2 separate regions of the Ovis aries genome follow, and region 2 is linked to region 1. Evidence: chromatin contacts called from public Hi-C data. All regions are on one chromosome and are shown on one strand. Each heading gives the region's core, a stretch centred on a gene start, on an enhancer-like site or on the middle of the called end of the contact. The rest is flanking DNA. Distances are from core to core; before and after follow the strand shown.

Evidence for each region. A called contact is a pair of places that touch in the nucleus more often than the background predicts.
Region 2: a contact with region 1 is called in a Hi-C map of liver, with 2.1 times the contacts expected there. The contact joins the promoter of GNL1 here to the promoter of FLOT1 in region 1. A contact is called at or near these places in 5 of 16 Hi-C or Micro-C datasets (blood, liver and tail adipose tissue).

What each region holds. Positions count from the first base shown.
Region 1 is chr20:27,400,424-27,405,146 of ARS-UI_Ramb_v3.0, forward strand. FLOT1 (flotillin 1) reads left to right here and starts at 2,706. Exons shown (of 13, transcript XM_060403343.1): 1 at 2,706-2,866; 2 at 2,969-3,222; 3 at 3,531-3,606; 4 at 3,694-3,784; 5 at 4,015-4,158; 6 at 4,296-4,415; 7 at 4,507-4,602. The coding sequence starts at 3,180. It overlaps IER3 (immediate early response 3), which reads left to right and starts at 979. Exons shown (of 2, transcript XM_004018996.6): 1 at 979-1,217; 2 at 1,318-2,247. The coding sequence starts at 1,008. The coding sequence ends at 1,578. It overlaps LOC132658256 (a long non-coding RNA gene), which reads right to left and starts at 899. Exons shown (of 2, transcript XR_009597619.1): 1 at 1-899.
Region 2 is chr20:27,534,545-27,539,267 of ARS-UI_Ramb_v3.0, forward strand. GNL1 (G protein nucleolar 1 (putative)) reads left to right here and starts at 2,421. Exons shown (of 12, transcript XM_027958866.3): 1 at 2,421-2,546; 2 at 2,965-3,130; 3 at 3,490-3,626; 4 at 3,791-3,942; 5 at 4,059-4,130. The coding sequence starts at 2,474. PRR3 (proline rich 3) reads right to left here and starts at 1,360. Exons shown (of 3, transcript XM_012100974.5): 1 at 1,217-1,360. The coding sequence starts at 1,319.

The DNA of each region.
Region 1 (4,723 bases), core at 1,456-3,955:
GGGGGCAGAATATGCCACCCCAAAATGTGCTCCTCTGGCATGTGAATTATTTGGAGCAATCAAGACCCAGCAGAATCAAAAGAAGCCTTGCACCTCTCCCTTCATGGCCTAAATAACTGAGGTAGGGGGCCTGGTCCAGTGATAACATTCACCAGAAAAACTTACCTGCTTGGCAGGACAAACATCTCATTAGCAATCACCTGCTCTTCCCATCTTCCTGTGAATTACCCACCTCCCCTTAAAGCCCCAGGCCTCTTTCCCATTCCTTAGCTAAAGATGGCATATAAACTTCAATTGCCTGACTGCCTTTGAGTCTCAAGTTTTCTTGGGCTTCTGTTAAGTATGCAATTAAATTTGTTTTCTCCTGTTGATCTGTCCTAGGTCAATTTAATTATTGAGCCAGCCAACGAAACTAGAAGGAGAAATTTTTCCACCTCTACAACATGGTGTGTGTGTGCATGTGCTAGCTAAAGCAGGCAGACTTGTGTCTGTGTGTGCTAGTGTGTTCATTTCTCTTGGGCTTCTTGACTGTTTCTTAATGACTTCCCTCCTAGGCTGCTGTTTTCTGAGTCCCTACAAACGTGTGACTATGCACTGTAACTGTGGTTCCTAGACTCTGCTGGATTAGGATTGTAGCAAGAGGGCCAGACTTCCTTATGTAAGCCTTCCTGCACGTCCCCAGAGATGGGGATTTGTGGCTGAACCGTCTCAAACTGTCTGTGGGCCCCTCTCCAGCTGCCACATGTCCTGACATGTGCCCGCAGTCTGGGATTTCATCCGCCTCCACTCACAACTCACACACTCACAACACACACTTGGCGTGCCTACGGTTGGCACTGGCCAAGTCTCCGCCCCCTCCCTTTGCTTAATCTTCGGAATTTCCAGCCGACCGTCCAACAGCTCCCAGCCCAGGGTGGAGTTGAGAAGGACCCGCCCAGTTCTCGGGGTACATAACTAGCTCTGCGGGACTGCGGGGCCACTCGTCCTTCGGCTCAGCTCAGCGCACAATGTGTCACTCTCGCAGCTCCCTCCCCACCATGACCGTCCTGCGGGCTCCGACCCCGGTCTCCTCCACCAGCCCGGGACCCCGACGGGGCTCCGGTCCCGAGATCTTCACCTTCGACCCTCTCCCGGAGCCCGCGGTGGCCCCCGCTGCGCGCCCTAGCGCCACCCGCGGGCATCGAAAGCGCAGCCGTAGGGTCCTCTACCCACGAGTGGTGAGTGTCTCCGAAGTGGACAGCCCCGGGGGAAGAGCAGGGTGAACCACTGGACGCCGGGGCCCCGATCTGACCTGTTCTTTTTATCACCTCCCCTCAGGTCCGGCGTCAGCTGCCAGTCGAGGAACCGAACCCTGCCAAAAGGCTGCTCTTTGTCCTGCTGACCATCATCTTCTGTCAGATCCTGATGGCTGAAGACGGTGCGTCTGTACCCCTGGCCCCGGAGGACACCTCCAGCGCACCGTCCCCCGCGCCCACCGCTGCAGCCCCGGTCTTCGAGCCCCTTAATCTGACCTCGGAGCCCTCGGACTACGCTTTGGATCTCAGCACTTTTCTCCAGCAACACCCGGCCGCCTTCTAACCGGGACTCCCCACTTCCCCAAAAGAACCTGAAAAACCAAGAAAACACTGGGTGTACCTGGTGCGCGAGAGCGTATCCCAAACTGGGACTCGCGAGGCAACTCGCACTCAGAACACTATGGCGAAGACGCCGGTCCGAGCCTGGAGAGACAGGCACCGGCACGCCGGGGTTAGGCCGGGTGGGGAAGAAGTGCGTCGTTAACTTATTTCTCATTGTTCCTAATAATATTTATGTGTATTTATGTGTGTCCCCCTAGGTGATGGAGGGGTGTATGTAATATTTATTTTAACTTATGCAGGAGTGCGAGATGTGCACCTTGCTGCAAATGCAGGTCTCTGGGTATTTATTGGGCTCTGTGGGGTTGGTGGAGGCAAGCACCCAGAATTGAGCGAGGCCGGGAAAAGGGATGGAGGAAACCCAAGTCGAGAAGGCGCCCGGGCTGGGAGTCAAGGACGGTGGTGGGTCGCAGTGACACTCTCAGTTCTCCAGCATCTCAACTCGCGAGTCTGTGAAGATTCGGGGAACCGTTGAGAATAAGGTCCCTGGCCTACAATCTCCTTGAAGTTGCCTCCAAGGGGGTGACTGCGGGGTTGGTGGGCTGTCAGGAGGCTGTTCTGGGGTCGCCCCGTATGTTCTATGAACACAAATAAACTTGATTTACTGTCGGCAGTCATGTGTGTGTCTCTTTACAAGCGGCGGTCCCCTACTTTCAAGGCGCCAGGAGGAGGAGGAGACGGTCAAGTCCCCAGCCGGTGCTCCTCCCCAGGCCCATGAGTCCCTCCTCCTGGAGCCATGGAACTCAGCATCTTGTGACCGGACGCTGTCAGTCGTTGCCCAGTCTGTGGTTTTTCTCAGTTAGTTTACCTGGGGCAAGTGCGACGTGAGTCAACCTCCCTCTGCCCGAGAGCGTACTCACGGAAGTCACGTCGCACGGGGCGGGGCGTGGGGCTGCCTGGGCGGGACTTCCGGCCCCGGAAGGGCGGCCAAGTGTGGCCTCCTCCCCCATACCGGGGCCGCTTCTGCAGCTCTCGAGGGCTGCGGATCTGAGCTGGGCCTGCCGGGAAAGGGGCGGGTCGGACGCCCGAGGCCGGGGGTGGGGTGGAGGGGGGTGGTCCTCCGCGGGGGGCGGGGTCGTGTCTGCAGCAGTAACGGGGTGCGGCTGAGTTGGGGGCGCGGGCCCAGCTCCCAGGGAGACCCTACGCGAGTGGCACCTGCTAGACTCCCAGGCCCCCTACGCAGCCCCGCCCTCCCCGGGACCCCAGCCCGGCCGCCGCCCGAGTCCGGGAAGGTAGGTGGGGGAGGGGAGATGGAGTGGGTTGCAGAGGAACAGGGAGGGTAGCGCAAGGGTCTGGGGACCTCTCCGGGTCTGGAGAGCTTCATATCACTGAAGGTGGGGCGCGGTGAGCGGCTGAGGATCGCTGGCTGCGAAATTTCACAGGAAAAGCCTTAGCGAATCCGGGGTTGCGGAAGAGCCTGGGCCTCGGCGTCTGCAGGCTGGGCGGGACTGACTGGAAAGGGAGAGTTCGCTCCTGTGGACTGCGCGGCGCCCCTTCGCATCCGCAAAGGCTTTGTCTTCCCCTCCTCCAGCTCCAGCCTGAGCCATGTTTTTCACCTGTGGCCCAAATGAGGCCATGGTGGTCTCCGGTAAGTATTGTTTTCTGCTCAGCCAGTGAGCACCCCCTGCAGAGGCCTCTTCCCTCTCCCTACCAGCTCCCCAGCACTAGGCCTCCTGTCCACCCCACCCACGATGGCTTCATGCCACCCACTTGTGATTATTCCTTGCGTAGCCTTCCAAGGCCTAGACTGCCCCTCGCCCTTGTCAGCTTCCAGCTTTCCTCGTGGAGGTTGCTCCCCACTCCCTCCCCAAGGTCTGTCTCCCACGTTACAGCTCTACCGCTACAGCTCTACCACGGCCACCGGCCACCACAGCTCACTGCCCTCTCCCCGTGCAGGTTTCTGCCGGAGCCCCCCAGTCATGGTGGCTGGAGGCCGTGTCTTTGTCCTGCCCTGCATCCAGCAAATCCAGAGGTGGGTAGCAAGAAAACTGGGGCAAGGGAACCCCCATTTTCTCCCTTTCTTCCTTTTCACACTGTCCACCCCTTCTCTCTCCCTTAGGATCTCACTCAACACACTGACCCTCAATGTCAAGAGTGAAAAGGTTTACACTCGCCATGGGGTCCCCATCTCAGTCACTGGCATTGCCCAGGTGAGGCTTTCAGAGCCTTTTCCTCAAAGTCCACTCCCCCACCCAGCATCTTCTGTGTCCCCAGACATTAAGAATCTTCTGACCATGGCTTTCCCTATCTCTGCCTGTGGAGCAATTTCTCTGCAAGTCTCCACATCTCCAGGGATCCCCAAGGCACCTGACTCTCCCTGCCTCTGCTCTGGCTTCAGGAGGCCTTCCGCACACCCTCCCCAGCTCTGTTCTGGCTACAGGTAAAGATCCAGGGTCAGAACAAGGAGATGCTGGCCGCCGCCTGCCAGATGTTCCTGGGGAAGACGGAGGCAGAGATCGCCCATATCGCGCTGGAGACACTGGAGGGCCACCAGAGGGCTATCATGGCCCACATGACCGTGGAGGTGGGCCTGAGGGCAGGGAGAGATCGGGAAGGGATGCCAGACTGCAAGGGGCCTAAGAACCCAGCTAATCTGAGGAAGACGGTGGCCAGAGGATCTGAGCACGTCCCTTCCTTCTTCCTTCCATCCTGTTATCCCAGGAAATCTATAAGGACAGGCAGAAATTCTCAGAGCAGGTTTTCAAAGTGGCCTCCTCAGACCTGGTCAACATGGGCATCAGCGTGGTCAGCTACACCCTGAAGGACATTCACGACGATCAGGTAAACCTCAGCAGTTGGTCCTCCCTGCTTCCCTGCTCCCATCTGGTAAACCTTCTCTCCTGAGGATTGAGACATCTGCATCTCTCCACAGGACTATTTGCACTCCTTGGGGAAGGCTCGAACAGCTCAGGTCCAAAAAGATGCTCGGATTGGGGAAGCAGAGGCCAAAAGAGATGCGGGGATCCGGGTGAGAGAGCTGGGGGTTGCTTGGTCTCCGAGGGCTTTTTGTGTACCTGATGGGAGAGGGTGTGGCGTGAGGGCCAGTGGAGCAGGGTTGGCAGAGGATGTAGACGAGGCCGGGCCCAGGG
Region 2 (4,723 bases), core at 1,171-3,670, 130 kb after region 1:
TTTCAATCCCATCTTCAAGAATGAAATGACCATATGTGTGTGGGCCTGTTACTGGACTCTTTATGCCATTCTGTTAATTTATATGTCTCTTTTTGGACCAATACCACACTGCCATAACTGCTACAGCTTTAAGATAAGTCTTGATATTCAGAGTAAGCCCTTCCCCTTAAAAAATTGTCTTTGCAATTTCTCACCCTGATCCTTTGCATTTCCATATAATAATGCAGAATGCTTATTTCTACAAAAACATTGTAGGGATTATAAGTGGGAATGCAATGGATCTATGGGTCAATTTTGGAAGAACTGTCATTTTACAGCATTGAGTTTTTCATTTAAGTACCGAATTCTTGATCTTTTTTTTACATCCCTTGTGGGTTTTAGTCCCTCCCTTGCTCCCTTTTCACGACCTAATCAAAGGATCAGGGCCCCTTTCTTCTCACCTGACTTGGGGTCACCAGGCTTTCCATTGGCCATGGGGGGAGGGCCCAGAAGGCTGGGTGGTCCTAAGAGTAGACATGAAAATATGGTCATCAGAATGGACTAAAAAACTGATGATCCTGTTCTTATATGCTTTCCTTCTACTACTCATTTCTTAATCTAACCAGTAAAGCCAGGTATATTCTCAACAGTGTTATGGGTTCTGACGCCCATCTATTTCCAAAGCATTTTCAGGATTTGCAAAGTGGAGACTCAGCCCTGTCACGGCGTATAATGAGAAAACGATACCTACAAACTTTCTCTCTCCCTTACATTGTTGCTATCCAATAGATCCCAAGTGACTCCTGAGATAAAACCAATCCCTCTCTTTAACTGCTGGCCAGTCAGATACCTCTCCTTTAACCCTATCCGCAAGGAGTTCACAGAAAGCTCTACTTCCACCTTCCCCATGCAAGTGTGGTCACAAACTGTCATCCCAGTCATCGCAATCTGCAACTTCTCTAGGGCCCCTCTCCCTCTGACGTTTTGCGGCTGCGCACATAAGTTCTTTATCTCCTCTCCCTTCTTTACAAAGGGTTAGAGGCCAGTTTGAAGTTGAGGATTCAAGAAAGAGAACTCATTTAGTGTTCCATCCCACACAGGCTCCCCCCCCCCGGCCCCCGCCCCAGCGCGTGCGCCCTTCCTCCCGTTAGACCCCTCTCCCCCGCATATTTTCAGCCTCTAACCCTTCGCCTCGACAGGCTGACAGGCATGTGCGCACCCCTCCGGGGCTCCTCACCGATGGGGCTCCCATCCTCCTCGTCTCCAGTCTCATCCCGCTCTGGCAGTGGGGGCTGCTGCTGCAGTTGCTGCTGCTGATTCTGCTTCTTTCGTTTCGGCATCGTGGTTGCGGCAATGGCTGCAGCGGGATTTGGAGGGCAGTGAGGAAGGGGCACGCTGGGATTCTGTTTCCGCTTCCGGGGGGGGCGGTGGACACTGAGGCTGAGGCTCCCGCCATTTCACTTCCGGAAGGCTGCGGAGAATCTTTGTGCGGTTCTTCTCGCATCAGCCGCCTCCCGCAGTCTCTGCCAGGCAGGGCAGCAATCTCAAACCTTTCCTTTGCTGCGTTGCTATAAACGCTTTGAAAAAGTTGCTCGCTCCTCCCCTCGCTGAAAGAAAATCCACAACCGGCTGCTCCTCACAGCCTGCCATAGAGTCGACTCTCGGGCCAGAAGGCCTGATAAGAGAAGGCTGTCGCATCTTGAGATCGCCATATCCGGTCCCCGGTTTCTATGGTAACAGCTGCAGGCACAACTTGGTGCCCTATGACCTCCCTCCCAAAATCCTTGTCCCACCTGGGTTTCTCTCCTCGGCGGCGCTTGCATTTATGATCTGTAAGCCTGCTCCTTATCATCATTCCCACAAGGAATTTGGGTCCCAGCAGGGCGCTGCCCAGGGCTCTCCAGACCGCCACCCACCCTTCAAGACCTCTGACCCGGCCCCCAGTGTAGTTCAGTAACTCTGCTTCCTTCCCGGGATGCGCAGTCGCGCCTTTCCTCTAAGGCCCAGCTGGAGGATTGGTAAAGTAGCTTATGCGCGTCCACGCCCCTTTCTCCCCAGGTGGTAGGACCCGCCCTCCGCTCCACCGCCCCCTCCAGGTGAGTGGTAGCTTCTCCCCGGCGCGCAAGGTAGTGATGACACGCGTCCCCCCTCCTCTGAAGGCGAGTTGGTAGCGTCCGTGACGAAGTTAGCCCGATCCTCCCACGCGCGCCTCCTTCCTCGCCGCCGCAGCGCCCTCTCCGTGCCACTGGCTCTCACGTGCGGGTAGCCTACCCTGCATCATCCTCTCGCCTCGCTCTCACTGGGAAGTGACTGTATTTCCCCGTTGTCTTCCACCCGGGCCGCCCGGGCGCAGCGGCCGGGCCCGCCCGCTGACGTCACCTTCAGCCCCGCCCCCTCCAGGGTCCCGGGCCCTTGCGGCGGGGGCTGCCCCGGGGGGAGTCAGTTGAGGCGGCGGGAGCTCGGCGGAGGGCGGGCCAGGTGACTGGTCCGGGCCATGCCGAGGAAGAAGCCTTTCAGCGTGAAGCAGAAGAAAAAGCAGTTGCAGGACAAGCGGGAGCGGAAGAGAGGTCAGTGCAGGAGCCAGAGGAGGGGGCGGGGCTCGGACTCCCGCACATCTGGAAGGAGGGGTGTGCCCGCCTCACCTCTGGGAGGCGTGGGAGGGGGTGGCGGCCGCGTGCCGACGCGCGTGGGCGATCGCGGAGGGGATTCCCTCACCGCAGCCCCCTACATCTGGAAGGGGTGGGGAAGGATGGAGAGTTGGGGGAGGGGAATCCCTCCAGCTCCAACGGGGCGCCATCCCCGCAGATCCCTGGAGGAGGAGTGCCTCCCCCCACGCACATCCGGGAGGGTCCTGGGCAGAGTAGGTGGGAGGGCCCGGTCTCAAAAGAAGTGCGGTGGTGTGGGGAGGAGCCAGGCCGACCGGGGAGGGGGTCTTTTGGCCCCTGAGAACTGGCCAGCACTGGCGTCACCGGCTCCTCCCCGCAGGGCTTCAAGATGGGCTGCGATCCAGTTCCAACAGCCGCAGCGGGAGCCGAGAGCGGCGGGAGGAGCAGACCGACACCTCGGACGGGGAGTCTGTGACCCATCACATCCGCAGGCTCAACCAGCAACCTTCCCAAGGGCTGGGCCCGCGAGGCTATGACCCAAATCGGTGAGAATGGGCGGGGGGCTCTGGCCCAAGTTTCCCCGCCTACCCGGAAGTCAGAGCGTTGGGGGAAAGCAGGCTGCTGGTGGTGGAGGCTTGAAACGAGATTGGGGGAGGGCTGGGATGCCACGGTTCTCCATGGGCCGCTAGGGCACAAGGGAAGCTTGTGGAGCGGGCTACAATCTTCCCTTCCGCAGAGCCTGGAGAGAGTTTGGCTGTTTCTGGACGAAACTTAGGGGAAGGCCTGTTGTTGCACGAAAGAGATTTGGGGGAGGGCTGGCTGAGAAGCGAGACTTGAAGTCTGGAGAGAAGAGTTTGTGGTGGGCCAAGGATTGCGATGGATGCTGTGGTCCCTTCCCTGTTAGATACCGGCTGCATTTTGAGCGAGACAGCCGGGAGGAAGTGGAGAGGAGAAAGAGAGCTGCCCGGGAGCAAGTGCTACAGCCCGTCAGTGCTGAGCTGCTGGAGCTGGACATCCGGGAGGTCTACCAGCCCGGCTCTGGTGAGTGAGAAGCTCAGCGCCTGGATGCTTGGGACAGGCAGTGGGCTGGGGAAAGGAGTTTGGAAGAGTAAGAGCCGACTGGGAGGAAGAAGGGGTCTGGGAAATGCACCCTTGAGTTTTGAAACTATCCCAAAACTTATTTGGACTTTTTATTGATGACTCAGTCCTGGACTTTCCCCGACGTCCTCCTTGGAGCTATGAGATGTCTAAGGAACAACTGATGAGCCAGGAGGAACGGAGCTTCCAGGAGTATCTTGGGAAGATTCATGGGGCTTACACCTCTGAGAAACTCAGCTACTTTGAGCACAATCTGGAGGTGAGACTAGAGTGGGGACAGGAGTGGGGCATAGTCACCCATGGCCAGATTGGTTTGAGTCAGGCAGGAGAGTGACTCTGGGCTCAAGTTCTCTTTCACTGATTTTGTCTTTTCAGACATGGAGGCAGCTGTGGCGAGTGTTAGAGATGTCTGATATTGTTCTGCTGATTACTGATATCCGACATCCAGTGAGTCCTGAGATGAGGGTGGGCAAGGGGCAGGAGGGAGGGAGGTTCTGGTGGGGTAAAGGGCAGAGGCAGTAGTTGGGAGACATAGATGTAATCCCTTCCTTTCCAGTCTCCTCTACCCTGCTGAAGTCTGCAGTTGGGAACTCAGTCTTTATTCATCAGTGTCAGAGCCTGTCACTCCTCCTCTGGCCAACTGCCTCTCCTGTTCTTTAATCCTTTGATGGAAAACTGTTCCTGTTTCCTAGCACACCAGAGCTAATAGGAAGTCTCAGTGTGGAGCTCCAGGGGAGTCTGTGAAGTGGGCTTCCCTGCCATATGAGTCACTACAGAACTCAGCCTCACTTGGGATGCTAGGGTAGTGGTTAAGGCTCTAGACATGCTGCTGGACAGCTCTCCTGGGATCTGGCTGTGCTGCTTCACTGTTGTTCTCCAGGGGGAGAAAGGGAGGTCTGAAGTCTGTGTGGATATTTAGGTTGGAGATCATTAACATGTACACATACACCTCTACATAGTCAGAGACATACGTGTGCATTCACATACTCACTTAACTACATGTGCTCAATGCAAACCTCACACGTGCATGCCAACACATA